Regions from separate parts of the Mus musculus genome. Here regions 1, 2, 4, 5, 6 and 7 are each linked to region 3. Evidence: chromatin contacts called from public HiChIP or PLAC-seq and promoter capture Hi-C data. All regions are on one chromosome and are shown on one strand. The core of a region is the stretch at or near the end of the contact, and the rest is flanking DNA. Distances in the headings are between cores, read along the strand shown.

What was found. Promoter capture Hi-C pulls out the DNA fragments that hold promoters and counts their contacts. HiChIP or PLAC-seq counts read pairs in DNA pulled down with a chosen protein or histone mark.
Region 1: a contact with region 3 is called in a promoter capture Hi-C map of embryonic stem cells. The contact joins the promoter of Zfp493 here to the promoter of Zfp595 in region 3. A contact is called at or near these places in 16 of 39 promoter capture datasets (the 3T3-L1 cell line, 3T3-L1-derived adipocytes, the C10 cell line and 12 more), 3 of 484 Hi-C or Micro-C datasets (CD4 T cells, embryonic stem cells and muscle stem cells), 4 of 115 datasets of contacts at active chromatin or transcription factors (bone marrow-derived macrophages, large pre-B cells and memory CD8 T cells) and 5 of 9 other capture datasets (adipose tissue, embryonic stem cells, liver and 2 more).
Region 2: a contact with region 3 is called in a promoter capture Hi-C map of pre-B cells. The contact joins the promoter of Zfp85 here to the promoter of Zfp595 in region 3. A contact is called at or near these places in 7 of 39 promoter capture datasets (cranial neural crest, hematopoietic stem and progenitor cells, liver and 3 more), 3 of 484 Hi-C or Micro-C datasets (CD8 T cells, the G1E-ER4 cell line and uterus), 3 of 115 datasets of contacts at active chromatin or transcription factors (bone marrow-derived macrophages, microglia and regulatory T cells) and 2 of 9 other capture datasets (adipose tissue and liver).
Region 4: a contact with region 3 is called in a promoter capture Hi-C map of pre-B cells. The contact joins the promoter of Uqcrb here to the promoter of Zfp595 in region 3. A contact is called at or near these places in 7 of 39 promoter capture datasets (the C10 cell line, cranial neural crest, liver and 3 more), 4 of 115 datasets of contacts at active chromatin or transcription factors (effector CD8 T cells, intestinal villus epithelium, memory CD8 T cells and 1 more) and 2 of 9 other capture datasets (adipose tissue and liver).
Region 5: a promoter capture Hi-C map of liver shows a contact between it and region 3. The contact joins the promoter of 4930525G20Rik here to the promoter of Zfp595 in region 3. A contact is called at or near these places in 10 of 39 promoter capture datasets (the 3T3-L1 cell line, cranial neural crest, frontonasal cranial neural crest and 7 more), 4 of 484 Hi-C or Micro-C datasets (CD4 T cells, liver, nephron progenitors and 1 more), 8 of 115 datasets of contacts at active chromatin or transcription factors (bone marrow-derived macrophages, embryonic stem cells, fibro-adipogenic progenitors and 3 more) and 4 of 9 other capture datasets (adipose tissue, embryonic stem cells, liver and 1 more).
Region 6: an H3K4me3 HiChIP or PLAC-seq map of bone marrow-derived macrophages shows a contact between it and region 3, with 5 times the contacts expected there. The contact joins the promoter of Zfp738 here to the promoter of Zfp595 in region 3. A contact is called at or near these places in 2 of 39 promoter capture datasets (cranial neural crest and liver), 2 of 484 Hi-C or Micro-C datasets (Th1 cells and uterus), 4 of 115 datasets of contacts at active chromatin or transcription factors (bone marrow-derived macrophages, effector CD8 T cells, memory CD8 T cells and 1 more) and 3 of 9 other capture datasets (adipose tissue, liver and macrophages).
Region 7: a promoter capture Hi-C map of pre-B cells shows a contact between it and region 3. The contact joins the promoter of Zfp273 here to the promoter of Zfp595 in region 3. A contact is called at or near these places in 7 of 39 promoter capture datasets (cranial neural crest, hematopoietic stem and progenitor cells, hippocampal neurons and 3 more), 10 of 484 Hi-C or Micro-C datasets (CD4 T cells, CD8 T cells, LSK cells and 5 more), 6 of 115 datasets of contacts at active chromatin or transcription factors (bone marrow-derived macrophages, embryonic hindbrain, large pre-B cells and 2 more) and 4 of 9 other capture datasets (adipose tissue, liver, macrophages and 1 more).

What each region holds. Positions count from the first base shown.
Region 1 is chr13:67,778,356-67,781,055 of GRCm38.p6, reverse strand. Zfp493 (zinc finger protein 493) reads right to left here and starts at 1,363. Exons shown (of 4, transcript NM_028402.2): 1 at 1,237-1,363. The coding sequence starts at 1,242.
Region 2 is chr13:67,753,752-67,756,451 of GRCm38.p6, reverse strand. Zfp85 (zinc finger protein 85) reads left to right here and starts at 1,250. Exons shown (of 4, transcript NM_001001130.3): 1 at 1,250-1,389. The coding sequence starts at 1,384. Zfp85os (zinc finger protein 85, opposite strand) reads right to left here. Exons shown (of 3, transcript NR_027969.1): 3 at 1-1,873.
Region 3 is chr13:67,331,180-67,333,879 of GRCm38.p6, reverse strand. Zfp595 (zinc finger protein 595) reads left to right here and starts at 1,320. Exons shown (of 5, transcript NM_177622.3): 1 at 1,320-1,413. The coding sequence starts at 1,408.
Region 4 is chr13:66,904,066-66,906,765 of GRCm38.p6, reverse strand. Uqcrb (ubiquinol-cytochrome c reductase binding protein) reads left to right here and starts at 1,416. Exons shown (of 4, transcript NM_026219.2): 1 at 1,416-1,473. The coding sequence starts at 1,455. Gm10767 (predicted gene 10767) reads right to left here and starts at 1,351. Exons shown (of 3, transcript NM_001177750.1): 1 at 1,145-1,351. It also overlaps a transcript of Mterf3 not described here.
Region 5 is chr13:67,829,568-67,832,267 of GRCm38.p6, reverse strand. 4930525G20Rik (RIKEN cDNA 4930525G20 gene) reads left to right here and starts at 1,283. Exons shown (of 3, transcript NR_045194.1): 1 at 1,283-1,433. Gm10037 (predicted gene 10037) reads right to left here and starts at 1,162. Exons shown (of 4, transcript NM_001309374.1): 1 at 1,115-1,162.
Region 6 is chr13:67,682,160-67,684,859 of GRCm38.p6, reverse strand. Zfp738 (zinc finger protein 738) reads left to right here and starts at 1,348. Exons shown (of 4, transcript NM_001001187.3): 1 at 1,348-1,457. The coding sequence starts at 1,422.
Region 7 is chr13:67,812,392-67,815,091 of GRCm38.p6, reverse strand. It overlaps Zfp273 (zinc finger protein 273), which reads right to left and starts at 1,276. Exons shown (of 4, transcript NM_198322.3): 1 at 1,196-1,276. The coding sequence starts at 1,201. All of the region lies in intron 2 of 4930525G20Rik (RIKEN cDNA 4930525G20 gene), which reads left to right.

The DNA of each region.
Region 1 (2,700 bases), core at 114-2,613, 450 kb before region 3:
ATGTCAATGTGGCACAAACCAATAATCCTAGTCCTTGGGAGGTAGAGGCAGGAGGATTAGGAGTTCAAGGCTGGCTTCATTAAGGTGCTTACAAGGTGCCAGTCACAGGGCCCTGAGTGATCAGAGCTCCTCAATTCCATCTTTTTGTCTCTCTGACACACTGTAAGTACTTGGGTGAGTTTGTCTAGAACTGTTTGGGGAGGGTTAGGGAACCTAGATGCCACATTCTTCGATAAGAGTTGGTTTAGGTGAGTTTAGACACTGCAGATGATATGCAAAGACAGAACAGCTGGCCATTAAAGAGCGATGAAGACCGACCTCTTAGGATGCAGTATTATTTCCTCCCCCAGAGACATTTCAGCCCCCTCTCACCTGTAACCAACAGCCCTGTACCCACGCCTATTCTCACACCAATTTGTTTCTCCATTTTGAAAAGGAGTCCAAACGCAGTCTCCGAAGGTACTGGCTGATCTATTATTTTCTAGTACTTTTCACTCTACACTACAGAGTGAACTACTTGGTTGACACAAAACTCAAATCTTTCCCTTTAAGGGACTATTCTGCCCTCATTCATATAGGAGTGTTAGTCTTGGGGTTGACGTCACAACAGTGATCGCGAAGGACTTCTATTCAAAATAGTTCATAAATCTAACAGTTCATTACCAAGAAAATGGAACCAACATTCCAAACACCAACCGCCCTCCCAAAACTCCCTTCACTTGCAAATAAACAAGGTTATGAACTTTTGTCAACTCCAAGAGTCCTGGGCCAGCTATAAAGTAAAGAAAGCACCACACACCCAGTTGGTTCTAGATTTCCTGAGAAATCTGACTACAACCATGTGAGCCTGAGTCAGCTAGAGAGCAGAGTTTCCCCAGCCAAGCAGGAGAGTGCGCTCCCAGTCATAGCCTCAGGCTGTCATCAGACACCAGTCAGGGTGAAACCTGCCAGGACTTCCAGCAGTTCTCACTCCTGGGTCCTGAGCCAGCTCTCCTGCGCAGGGTGGACTCCAGCAGTAGCCTCGTGCAAGCAAAACGGTCACTCTCAGAGCCGACCCCATTGCCCTTTCCGCAGCTCTGACCTGGATCCAACGTGGGGTTGGTCCAGCCTAGGTCAGCACAGCACCCCCAAGTCCGCTTCTTCCCACCTCCCATCCACAAACCCTCGCCATCCATTCCGGACCCATCACCACGCGGACCCTCACGCCTGCAGGGCAGCGTTGCACCCTGGACGAACCTCCATGTGAGAGATGCAAACCGAGTACTGAGCAAGACCTTTTTCTTGCTCAACTTTGGGAAAGATGCAACTATGCAGACCGAGAGTAGAAACGTGGTTTCCTGACTGGCTCCTTGTGACGTCATATGGGCAAGACTACATTTCCCACAACTCTATGCGAAAGAAATCCCTTAGAGTGTAAGGGGTTGGGAGGAAGCAGTCAGTTTGTGTCCTGGTACAACCACAGGGAGCCAGTTGGCTTTTAAAATGCTAAATTTAAACCGGGCAGTGGTGGCGGCGCTAGCTTTTAATCCCAGCACTTGGGAGGCAGAGACAGGCTCTGAGTTCGAGGCTAGCCTGGTCTATGGAGTGAGTTCCAGGACAGCCAGGGCTACACAGAGAGGGGGGGGAAATGCTGAATTCAGTACAGGACACGTTTAAATGTAAATTGAGCCTTTGGCAGTAACCTTTAATAGGTTTGCAACTTATTTCTGTTCAATATGTTGCGATTTAAACTCAAAAGTGTACTTATTATGGAATCTTCTACATGTAAAGTTCACACTGATTCAATATTACTATAAAATAACTATATGTGACCTTCCTTGTAGTCGAACTGCTCAGGAACTTAAGACAGGAGGATCCCAAATCCAAGGCTAACCTGGGCCAAATAAAGAGACCTTGTTTCAAAATACAATGTACAAGTAGGGTTAGGGAGCAAGGGGTAAAGCCCTTGACTACAGTGGAGGCTTGGCTTAATACCAAGCATTACATATGCATAACTACTCCTTGTTCACCTGTGTGAGCCATACATGGATAAGACTCCACAACTGGATAACGTTTTCATGTGAACACTGGAAACTTCCATACAGTGAAGGGCATGGATCAGGGACACAGCTGTTTTAAATCATTGGACAAAGTTAAACATCCAGCTCTCTGATGTTAACTTACGAAGAAATCCTGAATTTATCTCAGGATCTTTTTTTGGTCTGTCTGTAAGTAGAGTGCACACATGTTCATCCACTAATTTGTGCTATACAAGAGCTTCATCCTCTTCTACCTGGTTTTTCATGAATGCAGGCAAGTATTGTTGGGGACAAGAAAAGAAACGTATTCTAAGTACTATGACGATTTCACTTTCAGATTTCATTAAATTCTAGAGAGAAACTAAATTCATAGTTCCAGGCCCTAGGGGAGCTGGGGACTTCCGTATAGCTGAATAGCTTCTGTTTTAAACAGTTGTCTGAGTCCAGCCATCTCAAGGGCAACTTCTCCATCTTGCTGGCAGGGTCATACAAGTTCATGTTCCCAGGCCCGTAAAGAACAGCTATCACTCACTTTTCCAAATGTTTTCTTAATTTGTTAACAGCTGTGTGTGTGTGTGTGTGTGTGTGTGTAGAGAGAGAGAGATTGCTATTATTTAAACCATGGTTTTACACACACACATATATACTACATACAGCTGACCCAGTCCTTTGTCTCCTTAGC
Region 2 (2,700 bases), core at 1-2,500, 420 kb before region 3:
CACTCTCTCATCCAAGAAGTAATCTCATTGTGAATCAGTGACCATGGCACGAAAACAAACTCTTTCCTCTCGTGGGGTTTATCGTTGGGTCTCAGATGTTACCAGTACAGGAATACATACACACGAGATAGGGAGTCCCATCACTCCGTGGTGTCAGTCCAGCCCCTTTCTTGCAATGAGTTCATTCTGTATGATCAGGAACATATTTCTGATACCTTTGTATTAAAGGAAGATTCATTCCTGTGTTATGAGATGAGGGAATAGAGTGAACTTCAAGCAAAAAACAAAACAAAACAAAAGAACCTTTAAGTACTTCCACATGAATGGGAGTAATGTAAGGAGTCCAGAAAGAGACTGGAAGTTGAATAGGGCAGATCCGAAGTAATACAGAGAGAAATCTTATGATGAGTGTTGGATAGTGGGTCAGGAGTCAGTTCACACACCATACTGATTCCAAGACCAGTTTTCCTCTAACTGGGAGAGGAGCCAGGAAGAACATTTGGTGGTGAATAGTTGTATGAGATTGTGAAAGAGAATCTGGTGAAGCTCTCTCAAATGTTAAATTGTTTACACGGATATCGGAGGAACGTGTGGACAAGGGGACTAAGGACAGATGAAAATCTCAAAGGGTTTCTGGGACTTATAGGTAAGAGACATCTGTGTTCCCTAGTCCACGCCCCAAACCGTGGATTTCAGTGTACACATCAAATCTGTTCGGTTATTTTTTTTTCCTCTTTGATTTAGTGTCATAATGGGTATTAAACCAAGGCCTCCTTCACTCCAGGCAAGTGCTTCACCAGTGAGTAGCCCCCATCTCTTTTGGTACTGTGTAATTTGGGACATAGACTTGTGATTCTTCTGTCTCAAACCCCAGAGTAGCTGAGATTTCAGAATATTTCCAGGAAACTTGGTTTCAAAAACTATCCTAAAGAGTTTGTGGTGTGCCCTAAAGTAGCTTCTTGCTCCGTTATTTTAAAGTAAAATTGACTCAATGTGATTTTTTTTCTGCCCCCCATAAGATTCTAGGAACCCCTGAGCTTTTTAAGTCACAGCATTGATCAGAGTAAGAAGTAAATCTAATACATATTACCGTTAAAGGCTGGACTCATATTCTCAAAATGCCCTTTGTAAATTTGGGATTTTTAAAAGCAGCCTAATTCCAGTTACATACAATCCATGCGCTTTAAATTCTTTGCCTTCTTTGGTTCCGGGTAGTCCTTCGCGTAGACTTCTGGGAAATGTAGTCTCTCTCTCTCTTTCTGTATGACCCCGCTAGACAGGACTCTGCTCTCTGTGCTTCCGGGTTCTTTTTACGTTTGTGATTCTCCAAACTCTGCGGTGTTCTCAAAGTTGGGACAGTGTGGCTTGTTCTTCGCGCTTAACATGAAGGTTGGTCCCGGGTGCAGCCTAGACTTGCAAATCCAGGAACTCTGCGGGTAGGCGGGTCCGGCGTGCAGGGAGCGGGGGAGGGCTGGGCAGGAGGCGGAGAGAAGCCCATTTGGATGTGCAGTGCAGATCTAGGCTTAGGGGTGGCTTGGCTGACCATGCCAGAGACAGGCTGTGATGAAAGCTCACACAGCACCTTGGCTGGGGAAGCTTGCTGTTACTAGCTTTCACATTGCTGTTGTCAGATCCCTCAGGAAATCTAGAGCAAGTGGGTTTTTCTGAGCCCTCCCATATTCTATGACAGGCCCAGGACTCTTGTTTTGAGTTCGTGTGGCTCATAGTTTCCAGGACAGTGAGTTCTGGCGGGGGAGTTTGGTGTATGGGATGTTCGTCCCGTTTTCTTTGTGATAAATTGTTTTCAGGGCGGCTCACTTTGGATAGGAATCACTCCTTTACCCACTGTGACAGAACCCTCACATTCACACACCTGTATGAGGCAAAAAAAAAAAAAAAAAAAAATTCTCATCGAGGGGGCACTCTGAGCTTTGTACCTTCCCAGCTATCACTGATCCTACAACACTGCAGAGTGGAAAATACTAGAGAATATTACCACATACAATTGCACCAGAGACTGCGATGTCAGAAATTTGGACTCCTTTTGTGAAAGGAGAGATAAGTTGCCCAGGTATTTGTATTGTGTGGAAAGATTGAGAGATGGGGTTGAAGAAATGTGGCTCACTAAAGGTCTTGTGATTGTATACAACAGTCTGCTCCCCATGGCATTTGTATACAGCCAGCTGCTCACCCCGTGCTTTGTATACAGCCTTTGCTCACTCTGTCCTTTGTGCTGTTTTTGCCACACTTCAGTCAAATTGATTTGTGTGCTGGAGACTGACTTACAGCATTCAAATCTATACCTAAGAAGCATGGGCTTTAAACTACATTATCATAATACCAGTATTTTCTATGTATTATCTAACTATAATTACAATAATATGGACACTTTCTAGTCAATGCCATTAATGTTCAGGAAACTAAGAACATGTCATTTTACATTTTATGGTGTGAAAAGTACATTTTCTTGTACCTTAGATCCCGTTTCTTAGAAGGTAGAGGTGATACAGCAAAATGCTTATATCACAGGTCACACATGCATGCATTTAATATATACATATACACATTTATATTTAATATATTTATCAAACAGACCTATTTAAAAGAAAATGTCAAATTTAAGGTTACGTGTGCTACCTAAGATTATCAAAAATAATTTATTTTTTAAATAGAGGCACTTGTTTCTCTAGCAAAGGAACA
Region 3 (2,700 bases), core at 71-2,570:
CCCCACTCCTGGTACCAACTCCTGTCTTAGTTCAGTAAATAGTACATAGCCTAGTTGTCTTAGGGTTTTAGAGCTGTGAACAGACACCACAACCAAGGCAAGTCTTATAAAAGACAACATTTAATTGGGGCTGGCTTACAGGTTCAGAGGTTCAGTCCAATAATAAGGAGGGAACATGGCAGCATCCAGGCACGCATGGTACAGGAGGAGCTGAGAGTTCTACATGTTCATCTGAAGGCTGCTAGCATACTACTGCTCCCAGGGAGCTAGCAATGGGGTTTGTAACTTTGACTCAAGCATGAACTGCACAAGAATAAGCCTTCCAAAGAAGAGATGGGAATTCTCAATACTCCATGTTTCCAGTGTAACTTCTTTAATACAGTGATATCATTTGACAGTTATATGAACACATTTCTGATACCTTTGTATTCAAGAAGGAGTTATCTTGATGTTCTGCTTCAGAGAAATGTGGGAAGTTCAAGGCAGATACCACTGATGTTCAAATATGGTGAAATATGAATGATGACAGGATCATCAGAGACACAGGAAAATTAATAAGGAACATCAAACCTAACAAAGGAAATCCTATAGTGCACAATGGACCAAGGACGCTTGCCATCCTGTTGTTTCCAACCTTTTCCCCTTCAAACCTGTGCCCAGGGATAGTGGCCTAGCCTTGGTCCACTGTGCACTATAGAATTTCCTGTGTTAGGTTTTGATGTTCCTTATTAATTTTCCTGTCTCTCTGTACATATACCTCTGTGATCCCAAGAGCTCTGTCTGCCTGCCCCCTTCCCCTTGGGAGAGATGCAGGGGAGGAAAGCAGTGCTCAGAAACCACCTGGTGGTAATTAGCTTTGAATTTTAATTTGTTTCTCTTAACCACCTGAGATGCTGCAAGACAATCAGGGTCACCAAGGATGGTTTCAAGAGCATCTTCAAGAGATAATGCTCAGTCCTAAATTAGCTTCCATATTTTTAAGTAACTGATGAATTTTCCATATGGTAGTAAAATACTTTAAATTCCTTTAAAACCACAGCGTCCTAGCAGAAATAACTAGGAAACGTGGTAAACATCACTGTAAAAGGTTCGATGCACAGGCTAACATAGGGTGCTGCGACCACCGGACTTTAAGAGTCCAAATGCCCGTGTCTGCCCATCTGCAGATCCTTGTTTATTCCTAACTTAACCTACTCACGGGTGGCAGGAATTCTGGCGGACAACAAACTAGTTCTGTGGGTTCCTGGAAGTTCTTCGCACTGACTTGTGGGAAATGTAGTCCCTACCACGTTGACGTCACCAAAAGGCTGGCTGTTCTTATCAAACTTCCGCATTTGATTTTCAAACTTAAGCTTCTCCCCAAAGTTAGGCGTCTGTCCTGTTGAGCACTGCGTTTGGATCTCTGACATGGAGGTTGGTGCAGGGAACAGCGCCATCTTGCAGATCTGAGGGACTGTGCAGGGTGGCTGGTCGGGCGCTGAAGATGATTTGAGCTGACCTGGAGATGCTGTGCTGACCTAGGCTGGGCCACTGCCCCTGGGCACAGGTTTGAAGGGGAGAAGGTTGGAAACAACAGGATGGCAAGGGCAGGCTGGGTCTGCTGACTGCCTCTGCCTGAGATGCTGAAGGGAGCGCACTCATCTTTACTGGGGAAACGTGCTCTGCCTGTGCCTACATAGCTGTAGTCAGATTCTCGGGACATACAGAACACGTGGACGTCTAGTGCCTACTAAACTTTATATCCCGTCCACTACTCCAGTTTGATCTCACAAATCTTCCTAAAGTTCTTGATGTCCAGGGACAGAGAGACCTGTGAGGGTGATTGTTTTATGGAATGTTAGTTTCTTTTCCTTTGCAATGAATTGTTGGATTTATGGATGCCTCGAGTTGAAAAGAATTCTGAAGGTACAATCCTATACCTGAATCATCACAATACATGGCTACATAGACACAGAGTAATTTTGTAACTGGTATGAACCAGTGTTTGCCCAAATATGGAATTTGCCCTTCTGCTTAAAAATCGTTAGACAATAATCCTCTTAATAAGTGTTCTGTCCAAAATTTGGACTCCTTTTCAAATATAAAAGATGAGTTGATGTGTGTGTGTGTGTGTGTGTGTGTTTGTTTTTTTCAGGGTTTCTCCACCACAGCCCTCCCCCCTATCTCAGGTGATCTTGCTTATATTGTCACTTTTCAGTCAAACCAAGGGTTAGTGAGCCAGAGCCTGGCTCGTGGCATTCAAGTCTACTCCCAGAAATCATGGGCTTCAGACCACCTTGTCCTATCTACTGGGATTTTCAATGAGTTTCTAACCATACCTAGGATAACAGACATTTCCTCGTTAACTTTGCTAATCTGTAGAAAAAAAAAATAACAGTATATGAAGTCGGAATCGCAATGCTGCCTTGTACATCAAAACATGTTCCTTACAAAGTAGAGAGAGTACAGCATTGTGCTCATATACAATTTATAGGCACCTTATGTTCATATATATTTTTAATTAAACAGCTCTATGACAGAAAAGAGAACTTAAGTGTAATTCTATGACACATTTCTGTCACTTCTGCTTTTTGGGGAGGAGTCAGGAATCCAGAGAATCAAAATCATCGTCTCCTTTATAGCCAACTCAAAGTGAGCCTAGGCTACATGAGACCATGTGTTTTAAAAAGATTCTTAGAACATAGCTTTTCTTTTTCTACG
Region 4 (2,700 bases), core at 167-2,666, 430 kb after region 3:
TGCCTGCCTCTGGCTCCCAAGTGCTGGGATTAAAGGCGTGCACCACCACTGCCCAGCTCATTTCTGTATTTTTGACATTAAATCCAGTCCAAAATTCAGAAAAGATAGTTGATGTCAATGAGAGGGAAACCAAGAAATAATAAATAGTATCTACCTCAAAAAAAAAAAAAAAAAAGACCACTATCGAGTCATAGTAAAACTCAACAGTAACTCCACTTTCTGTCCTTAGTTTTTTATTTTAGACTCTACCTGTTGGGGTTGAGATCTTGAAAGCACAGTCTATAGTCTTTCTGCTTGCTCCATTTTTAATACTATATGCAAATTCTAAATATATCTTAGGGGTTTTGTTGTTGTTGTTTTGTTTTAGGTAAGGTCTTGCAGACTGATGCCAGATTCACTATGTAGACAACTGTAGTCTTGAACTTGCAGGGATCCTCCTGCCTCAGACTACTGAATTCTTGGATCTTGCATGTGCCATTTACTCCTACCTTAAAGTTAATATTTTTAAAGCTTATCCAACCTAACTTTCTACTAAAATTGTTTGATAGGGATTTTTAGGTGGGGAAAGTGAAGCCTAGAAGCTGAAAGTTATCTGGGATTGGTTGTGCAGCATATGATCCTAGAAATAAGGAAGCCCGAATTTGAAACTGGATTTCTCAATTCTAGTTAACAAACAAACAAACAAACCTGGACTCTACCCAATTTCAATGCCCTTGGATAACTTATTGAACTTTTCTGAGGCTCAGCTTCCTTCTCTCTTCAATACTGATAGCACCAGTAATTACACTGATGATTTAGAATTAAATGAGAATATAGCCACACTTCTGAACCCAAAGATTGCAGACCTATAGATTGAGTCTACCACAGATCGGGAAGGGGTATATCTGTGTTAACTATAAATGTTCATTATACCTGTGTTACTTCCAAAATAGTGCAGTATAACAGTTATTTGTGTGGTGCTTACTTTATATTCTGTATTAAAGTAATCCTGAGGTGATTTAAAGAATGCAATAGTGTATACATTATATTAAAACACCGCACCATTTGACATAAAGAATTTGAGCATCAAGCGTCCTCTAGCGTCCTAGCATCCCCTCCATGCATTTTGAGATGCGGTTTGCCTGAAAATCATTTACTACATTACCTGTCTCCAAGACTCCATTTATTCCGCAAAGGTTCTTTCCTATAACAGAGCATTGAATAACACTGTCTCCTAATTTCGCAGTACTTTCCCCATTGTGTCGCGAAGAATGTTTTTTGTAACAAGGCACACAAAAAGATCAGCCTAATGTGTGGAGTCCATTCAGGTAGGAAAGAGTAAATGCCTTCTGCTGGCGGTCAGAGCAGCGCCTGCCCCTCCCTTCCCCTTCCTAAAGTATCCAGGACGCCTGCGTAGGAGCCCGGCGTGTCCTCTAGGACTTACCCAGAAGGCAGCGCTTCACTCTCAGGTCAAAATGGCGGGCCGATCTGCTGGTGAGTAATTACTCCTCCTTTGTGGGTATCGTGGAGCGGTTGTATTTTCTCACGAACTTGTTCTCCTTTTGCGTTAGCTAAATAGCTAGTTTGTGATAAGAGACGTGGCGACCCAGCAGCTCAAAGGACAGGTTTCGCTGAGCCAGGTCGGGCCTGCCTGAGGGTTAGAACAGGGACCTCTGCCGGAAGGAGCCCAGCGGGGCTGACCGGGTTCGGCCTCCTTCCCCTCCGCCTTGGGACAGCTTAGGGAGGTGAGGAGGTCAGCAGACGACAGCCACAGCGAGTAGTGGGGAGCATTTGGAGTCAGGCGCAGGCCACTTCAGTGACAGTGATCGGAGCAAACAGCGCCCGAGCCCGCATGACGCTCCTAAGACTTGTCAGAAGAATTAAAAGGAAGTAAGATAGGGTTATAGTGAGGTTTCAGGTTAACCTTGGCATATCTGGACGGTGAGCTGGGGCTGCAGGGCTGTAAGGACTTTTGTTTAATGTAGGCACTAGAACAAATTTGAGATAGAGTGCCAGAATGTTTTCACATCAAATATTACTCACCCTCTCCCCTCCTATTTTTTTTTAAAGCTTAATCTTTGCCCACTGATGGTATACGTTGGAATAGTCTTTAAAAACAATACTGATAACCTTCTCACAGTCCCTGGAAATTCTGAAGGCATTAATTTTACCCATTTGACACAATTTTAGGAAAAGTATTCTGTTTTGTTGAGTTTAATACTTACGTAAGCCAGCTTCCTTTTCTGCAACAGGCTTTTGATCTATAATGTGGCAAACAGAGTAGTGCCTGACACATTTGTTAAGTAAATATTAATCGATATTATAATCACTGCTGTGTTAACAATTTAGTTCTTATGCTTTTTTTTAATATTTTTATTTTTTGAGCCAGGGTAGCCCAAGTTAGCTGTGTATTGAAGAATGACCTTGAACCTCTGATTCTTTTTTCCTCCACCCTAAAAATGCTGGAATTGCAGGAATGAATCACTATGCATGTTTTATGTAGTGCTGGAGTTGGAGCCCAGGGCTTTGTGGTGTATGTTAGGCAAGCAATATACCAACTGAGCATTAGCCCTTGACAATTTAAATTTCTCTTAGAAACAATTTTATGCATGACTTCTAATTTAAAGGTTGGAGGAAGCCATGTAGTAATCTGTACTGAGGATTAGGAAATTAGAAGGAGATAATAAGAAGGGAGCCTCTTTTTCCTTCTATGGTAAGAAA
Region 5 (2,700 bases), core at 34-2,533, 500 kb before region 3:
TTCTGAACATACGGGGAAACCAGCATGCAAAGGACTAATCATACTGAGAATTTAACATAGAACAGAATTCACTGTTCCTTGTCATGTTCCATTTCTGTGTTTTCTCTAATGGGTACTGGTTGATGTTTGTGACATTTCTGAAGTGTGTTTTACACATTTGACAGCATGTATCAGTGTGCTGTAGTTGAGCAGCATGTTTGCTATGCTGTCTAATTATTTCAAAATTTTTTAATTTCTATATTCATGTCTTATTGAATAATGCCCCAGATTGGCCAACGAGAATAGTCATATTATTTTTTTATTTATACATGAAAATATCAGCAGTTTATGTATTAGTGGGGTCCTTTAAAATAATTGTATAGATAAGCTTTGATCATTTTTCTAAGTATTGTTGTGCTCAACTCAAACAGTATGTTATCGGATTCTAAGATGTAGCCCACATGATCCTTATACACATCCAGCATTCAGGGCAACAAGACTGCAAGCTTCTCTCTCTCCCACTGTTCCAGAGCGTCCATTACTCAGGAAGGCCCAGAACCTTGGCTTCCTGACATCAGTAGTCCATGGTAAAAAATATTTGGCCTCCTTCTTCTATAAGTTACAACTCTGTATTTTTAGTTTAAAAATAGCTCAACAATTTCAGTGTGAGATGAGAACATGCTGACACTCTGAGTGTCATGGTGAATAGCTTCAATCCCAAGATGAGGGAGGCAGAGGCAGGAAGATCCCTGTGAGTTCTAGTTCAGCCTGGTCTACAAAGTAAGTTCCATGAGAACCAAGAGAAATTCTGTCTAAAACACAAACACAAAAACAAAAAACAAAAACAAAAAGCAAAACAAAACAACAGGCTGAAATAACCATTGTGGGCCAAGGACACATCCTGTGTTTGGGGATCACTAACATCTCTAGGGCACGAGAGCAGCACGCAGTGTCCAAAGGAAACCATCACCTAGGGCACAATCCTCATCGTCCCGACATGCAACGTCACCTGTCCCAGCCGGTACAGCAAGGCAGGTCCAAGCAGCAGCTTCTGCCCTCCCACCCAGTTCAGTTTCGCTCCCTCTGAGACAGAACCGGGAACAGAGACCCAGGCTATGTTGTTTTCTGAACCAACCTCCACATCACAGACGACAGGAATGTAACGGCCACACAGGACTCTCGCAAAACTTTGGGGAAGACCCCTCTGTTAAGCAAAAACCTAGTGGGGGGTTTACCGGTTAGCTCCCTGTGACGTCACAGTATCCAGACTACATTTCCCAGAAGTCCGTGCGAAGGGATTTCTGTAACCCACCGAAGGTGATTTCTCTGGTTCCAGAATTTGTCCCTGGCAACCCAAGAGAGAGAATAGAAGGAAAGAAGCAGTCTGCAGCACATTCTTGGGGAGTCGGGCTGGTTTTCCCCCCTCCGGATCCACAACAGGAGATAACGTGAATGTGAGTCGAGTCTGTGACAGAAATCTTAGGAGTACAAGTCATTTCTGGGCCATATGTTGTAATTTTAATCTTACTTTAAAAAAGAATCACGCTGACCCTGTTGTGTTTTTAAATAAGGAAGCAATACACTAATGTGGGAAAGAAAATCATCTTAAGATTCATTAATATTTTTTAACTCCCAGCGGCTCTTGATGCCTCTTTGGTTCTCACGCTCACTGAGAATGTCTTGTTGGAGATGGCAGCAAAATTCTCATAAACTTACAAAATATTTGTCCACTCCCATTCCTAGTAGGCTTTCAACTCTGGCACATTTGACATTGTTTTGAATCTCATTATTCATCACGGTCATATCCCATGGTTGAAAATATTGCCAGTATTTTTTCTTTTGGTTTTTCGAGACAGGGTTTCTCTGTATAGCCCTGGCTGTCCTGGAACTCACTTTGTAGACCAGGCTGGCCTCGAACTCAGAAATCCGCCTGCCTCTACCACCCCCACCCCCACCCTCACCCCCCACCCCCCAGTGCTGGGATTAAAGACATGCGCCACCACACATTTTCTCTCCTCACTCACTCATGAGATCCTTGGGTGTTTGCTAAGTGTGCTGTTACCTTAAAGGAACCCCATGCAAGGTGAGTAGATTGGACTTAGTGCTGCTTTTTAGTGCTCACATCCTGAGGTAAGGGAGGCAGGACTTGTCCACCTGTGGTGACTGCAGGAGCCTCCTGAGCAATAGCTGCAGCCTTGGCAGGAGTGGGGCTTCTGGTCTGCACTTCTTTATCTTTCTGAGACCTCAGCCATCAGGAAAGCTAACCAGCCATGGAGGCCAGGAACCAACCTCACTAGGTCCAGGGGTTTGGAGCCATGATTTCTGTGCCAGAGGGTGCCTTACCTGTTTGTTTCTCAAGTTAAGAGAAGCTTTACTGGTTCCTAATGCCTGTTGTCTCTGCTAGAACTCAAAGCCTGCTTCCTCTGAGATAGCACTCCCTCTGTCTCTGAGATTCCTTTGCCTTATGCCTGTGGTCTGCTTTTGTTTCTGCCCCAACGTGCCTAGATTTGGGAGGTGACCTATCCCCCACAGATATCGTAACTACTGGCTATGAATGAAACTATACCCCTGCATTCTCAATTGTTAAGCTCTGCTGGCAGCATCTAGCATTGGCTGGATATAAGGTACTGTCCTTACTATCACCCACAAAACCTGCCTTGTACATGTAAATATTTGTCACTTCCTGCGCAAAAGGAGTATTCTCTGAGATTGTCATGTTAA
Region 6 (2,700 bases), core at 99-2,598, 350 kb before region 3:
TGAGAAAGTTTTTCCCTGTGTCCAAGAAAATTTCTTTTTAACAGTGTTGCAGATCTATTCAGATGTTTAAAATAATGCTTAAATTCAAAGAGTTTTGCTTCAGGTGAACTGTAATCACTAGAAAATTTTGCCTCTAGGTATGGCTAATGTAACTTTACCTTATGTAAGAAAAATTTTTATTGTTTCTGCTTCTATACTTGAAGCCAAGAGTTTTAATCTTTCAGTGTATATTGTTTCCTAAGTGGAAAGTATTTTATTAACTAATGCTTCTTAAAGGAAGTTTACCTTAAATCCTTGCTCTCACCCAAAGGATTCAGAGACAATCCTTTTATTACTTAGGGATTTCGCACAGTCTCTGCTCTGAAACAGCTTGCTTTTGAATTATTGTGCCTCAGGGAAGTATGAAATCTTTTCTGTAATGCCATTTGTAGCTTTAACTCAAGCATGAACTACACAGGAATAAACCTTCCCACGAAAAGATGGGAATTCTCAATACTCCAAGTTTCCAGTCTAACTTCTTTAATACATCGACCTCGTTTTACAGTGATATGAACATATTTCTGATACCTTTATATTCCAGGAGGAACGATCTCAGTGTTCTGCTTAGGAGAAGTGAGGGAAGTACAAGGCAGCTACCAGTAATGTTCAAGTATTATCAAATGTGAATGATGACAGGATCAGTGGAGACAGGAAAATCAATAAAGAACATCAAACCAAACACAGAGGGAAATTGAAGAGCCAGTACACACACCATTGTGATCCTAGGAGCTGTGCCCCTCCTCTTGGGAGAGATTCAGAGGAGGAAAGCAAGTGCTCAGAAAATACTTGGTGGTGACTCACTTTGATTTCTAATTCTGTCTTAAGTACCTGGGATGGTTTCGATAACATCTTAAAGAGATAATGCCCACTCTTACATTATCTTCCTTTTTCATATTTTAAGTAAACCATGAAAGCATTAATTTTCCACTCCGTAGTAAGATGCTAATAAGTAGAGATGTGCTTTTTAAAAAACCAAAAACAACAATAACAACAAAAAAGATCCGAGCTTTAAACTCACAATGTTTTAGAAGAGATAACAAGGAAATGCGATAAACATTACTGTGAAACTCAGCTCACAGGCTAACATCGCGTGCTGTGACCAAAGACTTTTTTTAAAGCCCAATTTCCCTGTGGCTGCCCACATGCTGCAGCCTGTTTTTTTCTAACTTCAGCTGCCCAGAGCTGGGCTGCAAGGCAGGCAATGCACAAGACCTCTTCTGTGGGTCCCTGTAAGTCCTTCCAACTGACTTGTGGGAAGTGTAGTCCCGTCCCTTGTGAGGTCATCAGAAAGGGCCCTCGGAATCGAGCTTCCTTAGTCTTTCTTCAAACTTCACTCCTCAAATGTATGCAGTTGTCCTCAGCACTACATCTGGATTTCTGACATGGAGGTTGGTGCAGGGAGCAGCGCCATCTTTCAGGTCTGAGGGGCTGTGCAGGGTGGCAGGTAGGGCACGGAGGGAGCTGGCTCGGGCTTATTGAGAGGCAAGAAGCTGCTGACCTGGAGATGCTGTGCTGACCTAGGCTGGGCCGCTGCGCCTGGGCACGGGTTTGAAGGGGAAAAGACTGAAAACAACAGGATGGCAAGGGCAGGCTGGGTCAGCTGCCTGCCTGTTCCTGAGATGCTGACAAGAGCGCACTCATCATTACCTAGCTGGCCCGTTCTCACGTGACTGTAGTCAGATTCTCAGGACATACAGAGCACTTGACATGTAGCACCCTCTATACGTTATGTCTTGGACACCACTCCTGGTTTGTGCTCAAACAGCTTCCTAAAGTTCCTAGTGTCCAAGGAGCAAGAATCCTGTGAGGGAGGGCAAACTGTTGTGTGGGATGTTAGTTCCTGTTCCTTTGGAACGAATTGTTAGACTCACGGATGCCCTGATTCAAATAAGATTTTCTAATAGACACCTTTGTGACCTGAATGCGACAATACATGGATATAAAACCACAAAATAATCTTGTAGTTGGTATGAACCAGTGTTTGCACAATCCAAATAAATAGGATTTTACACTAAAGATTAAAAATCACTAGACAATAATACCTCAACAATTCTGAGTATGTGTTGTGTCCAAAATTTTGACTCCTTTTCAGATGTGAGAGACTTGACTTGGTGTGATGAGAAATGGCAGGGGGGGCTAGAAAGTCTGAAAGGGAAGGGGGAAATGGCTCTGCTCATCTTCCAGGCTCTGTACATTGCACTCTAATCTGCAAGGATCTGTACATTGCTCTCTAATCTGCCAGAGTCTGTACATTGTTGTCTCTTCACTTGCTTTTCTTCTTTGTGTTCATGTTATCAGCATTGTCTGAACTCTCTTAAATTTTCCTTTATCCCTTAATGTGACATTCATGTTTACTGACACACCCTTCTTAATAGTTTTAGAAAAAATTCTCCCAAGTTTTTCAACTGTATTTGAAAAGCTGTAAGATAGAACTGGAGAGATGGCTCAGTGGTTAAGATATCTGGCTGTTCTTCCAAAGGTCCTGAGTTTAATTCCCAGCAACCACTTGGTGGCTCCCGACTATCTATAATTGGATCTGATGTTCTCTTCTGGTGTGTCAGCAAAAGAATGCTCAAAGAAAGAAAAGAAAGAAAGAAAGAAAGAAAGAAAGAAAGAAAGAAAGAAAGAAAGAAAGAAAGAAAAATACTTTCGGTCTTATGG
Region 7 (2,700 bases), core at 27-2,526, 480 kb before region 3:
TCTCAATCTTTCCACAAGAAAACAAATTTCTTACATCGCAGTCTCTGGTGCAATTTTATGAGTTAATATCTTCTAGTATTTTCCAGTCTGTACTATAGGATCAGTGATAGCTGGGAAGGTACAAAGCTCAGAGCGCCCCCTCTATGAGGTTTTGGTTTTGGTTTTGTTTTTTTGTTTTTTGTTTTTTGTTTTTTTTGTTTTTGTTTTTGTTTTTTGTTTTTTTTTTGCCTCATACAGGTGTGTGAATGTGAGGGTTCTGTCACAGTGGGTAAAGGAGTGATTCCTATCCAAAGTGAGCCGCCCTGAAAACTAACAATTTATCACAAAGAAAACGGGACGAACATCCCATACACCAAACTCCCCCGCAGAACTCCCTGTCCTGGAAACTATGAGCCACACGAACTCAAAACCAGAGTCCTGGGCCTGTCATAGAATATGGGAGGGCTCAGAAAAACCCACTTGCTCTAGATTTCCTGAGGGATCTGACAATAGCAATGTGAAAGCTAGTAACAGCAAGCTTCCCCAGCCAAGGGGCTGTGTGCGCTCTCATCATAGCCTGCTTCCGCACGATCAGCCAAGCCACCCTGCTCTAGCCATGTGGTGTGTCTCAGTGTAGCTCCTTGCTCCATTATCATAAGGTAAAATTGTGTCAATGTGCATTTTCCCTCCTGCCATACGATTCTAGGTACACCTGAGCTTTTAAAGTCACAACATATCGATCAAAGTAAGACGTAAACTCAATACACAGTGACATTGAAAGGTGGAATCATATTCCTACAACAACCTCTTTAAATCTGGTATTTTAAAAGTAGCCTAAAGGTATTGAAAAGCCTTGGGCAATAGCGCTCTTTTGGAGATCTTCGCATAGACTTGTGGGAAATGCAGTCCCTCTAATCATGACGTCACTAGACAGGATTCAAGCTTTCCGATCTCCATTCTTGCACTAGCAGGCCACCTCTCAGGTCCCTGAAACACATGATTGACTCTGGCAGTCGCTCCGTCCTAACAGAGCATTCGCTCCTGGCACCGTGCGTGCGCCCCACCCCTGCACTCTGGCCAAGCCTAGATCTGCATTGCACATCCAAGTGGGCTTCTCTCCGCCTCCCGCCCAGCCCTCACCGGCTCCCTGCACGCCGGACCCGCCCAACCTCAGAGTTCATGAGGTTTGCAAGTCTAGGCTGCACCCGGGACCAACCTCCATGTTAAGCGCGAAGAACAAGCCACACTGTCCGAACTTTGAGAACGCCGCAGAGTTTGGAGAATCACAAATGCAAAATGAACCCGGAAGCACAGAGAGCAGAGTCCTGTCTAGCGGGGTCATGCAGAGAGAAACTACATTTCCCAGAAGTCTATGCGAAGGACTGCCCTGAACCAAAGAAGTCAGAGGGTTTATAGGTCATGGATTGTATTTAACTGGAATTAGGCTCCTTTAAAAATCCCAAATTTACAAAGGGCAATTTGCGAATATGAGTGCAGCCTTTTACAGTAATGTGTATTAAGTTTACTTCTTACTCTGATCAATGCTGTGTCTTAAAAAGCTCAGGGGTTTGAGACAGAAGAATCACAAGTCTATGTCCCAAATTACACACTACCAAAAGAGATGGGGGGCTACTCACTGGTGAAGCACTTGCCTGGAGTAAAGGAGGCCTAGGTTTAACATCCATTATGACACTAAATCAAAGAGGAGAACAAAAACAAAAAACAGAACAATTTTGGTGTGTACACTGAAATCCACAGTTTGGGGCGGATATGGGCTAGGAAACACAGATATCTCTTACCGATAAGCCCCAGAAACCCTTTGAGATTTTCTTCTGTCCTTAGTCCCTTGTCCACACGTTCCTCAATTAATCCGTGTAAACAATTTAATATTTGAGAGAGCTGTGCCAGAGCTTTACCGGATTCTCTTTCACAATCTCACACAACTATTCACCACCAGATGTTCTTCCAGCTCCTGGCTCTACTCTCAATGGGAGGAAAACTGATCTTGGGCTCAATATGGCCAGTGAACTGACTCTTGACACACTATTCATCACTCATCATAGGATTTCTATCATAAGAGATTGCCGCGGAGCACCACAGTCAAGTATGAGGGTCCCTGGAATGAGGGTCCTTGAAGCTAGGTGGATAAGGTTTTGACAGTGACAAATAGAAACAAACACATAGGCAGTTTGAATCTGAGTGTATTCTGCAGCTCTCAAGCAGGAGATATTATACATTAAAAAACTAAACATTACATCTCTTAGAAACTACATCCAAATGAAACATTCACAGATACCAACAAAAATCATTTGGCACAGTAAAGTAGAAAAATCATCCAAGCATTACAACTCTGAAACCATGTATTCAGTGCATTGCAAACAGAACAGGTAACATCATCATAAATCATCAAAATATAACAATTCTAAAAGGATGTATCCAGTGGGGGCTGCCGTCCAAAGCTAGTGGCATATTTCTAGGAGCAGGTTAATAAATCTTTAATGATCAGTGCTAAACTAACTTTCCAGCCCCATGGAATTATTTAACATCTAGTGCCTGATTTTTTATAATCTTCAGTGTATAAATTTAAACTACTTTAATTCTTCCTAATTAAGGCTTTCTTTAACATATACCAAAATCCACCTCCGATGACACATGTGTAGCCATATGAAATTTTATTGTTGGGAAAGTTTTTATCATAATAATTTTGTAAATGATTTAGAA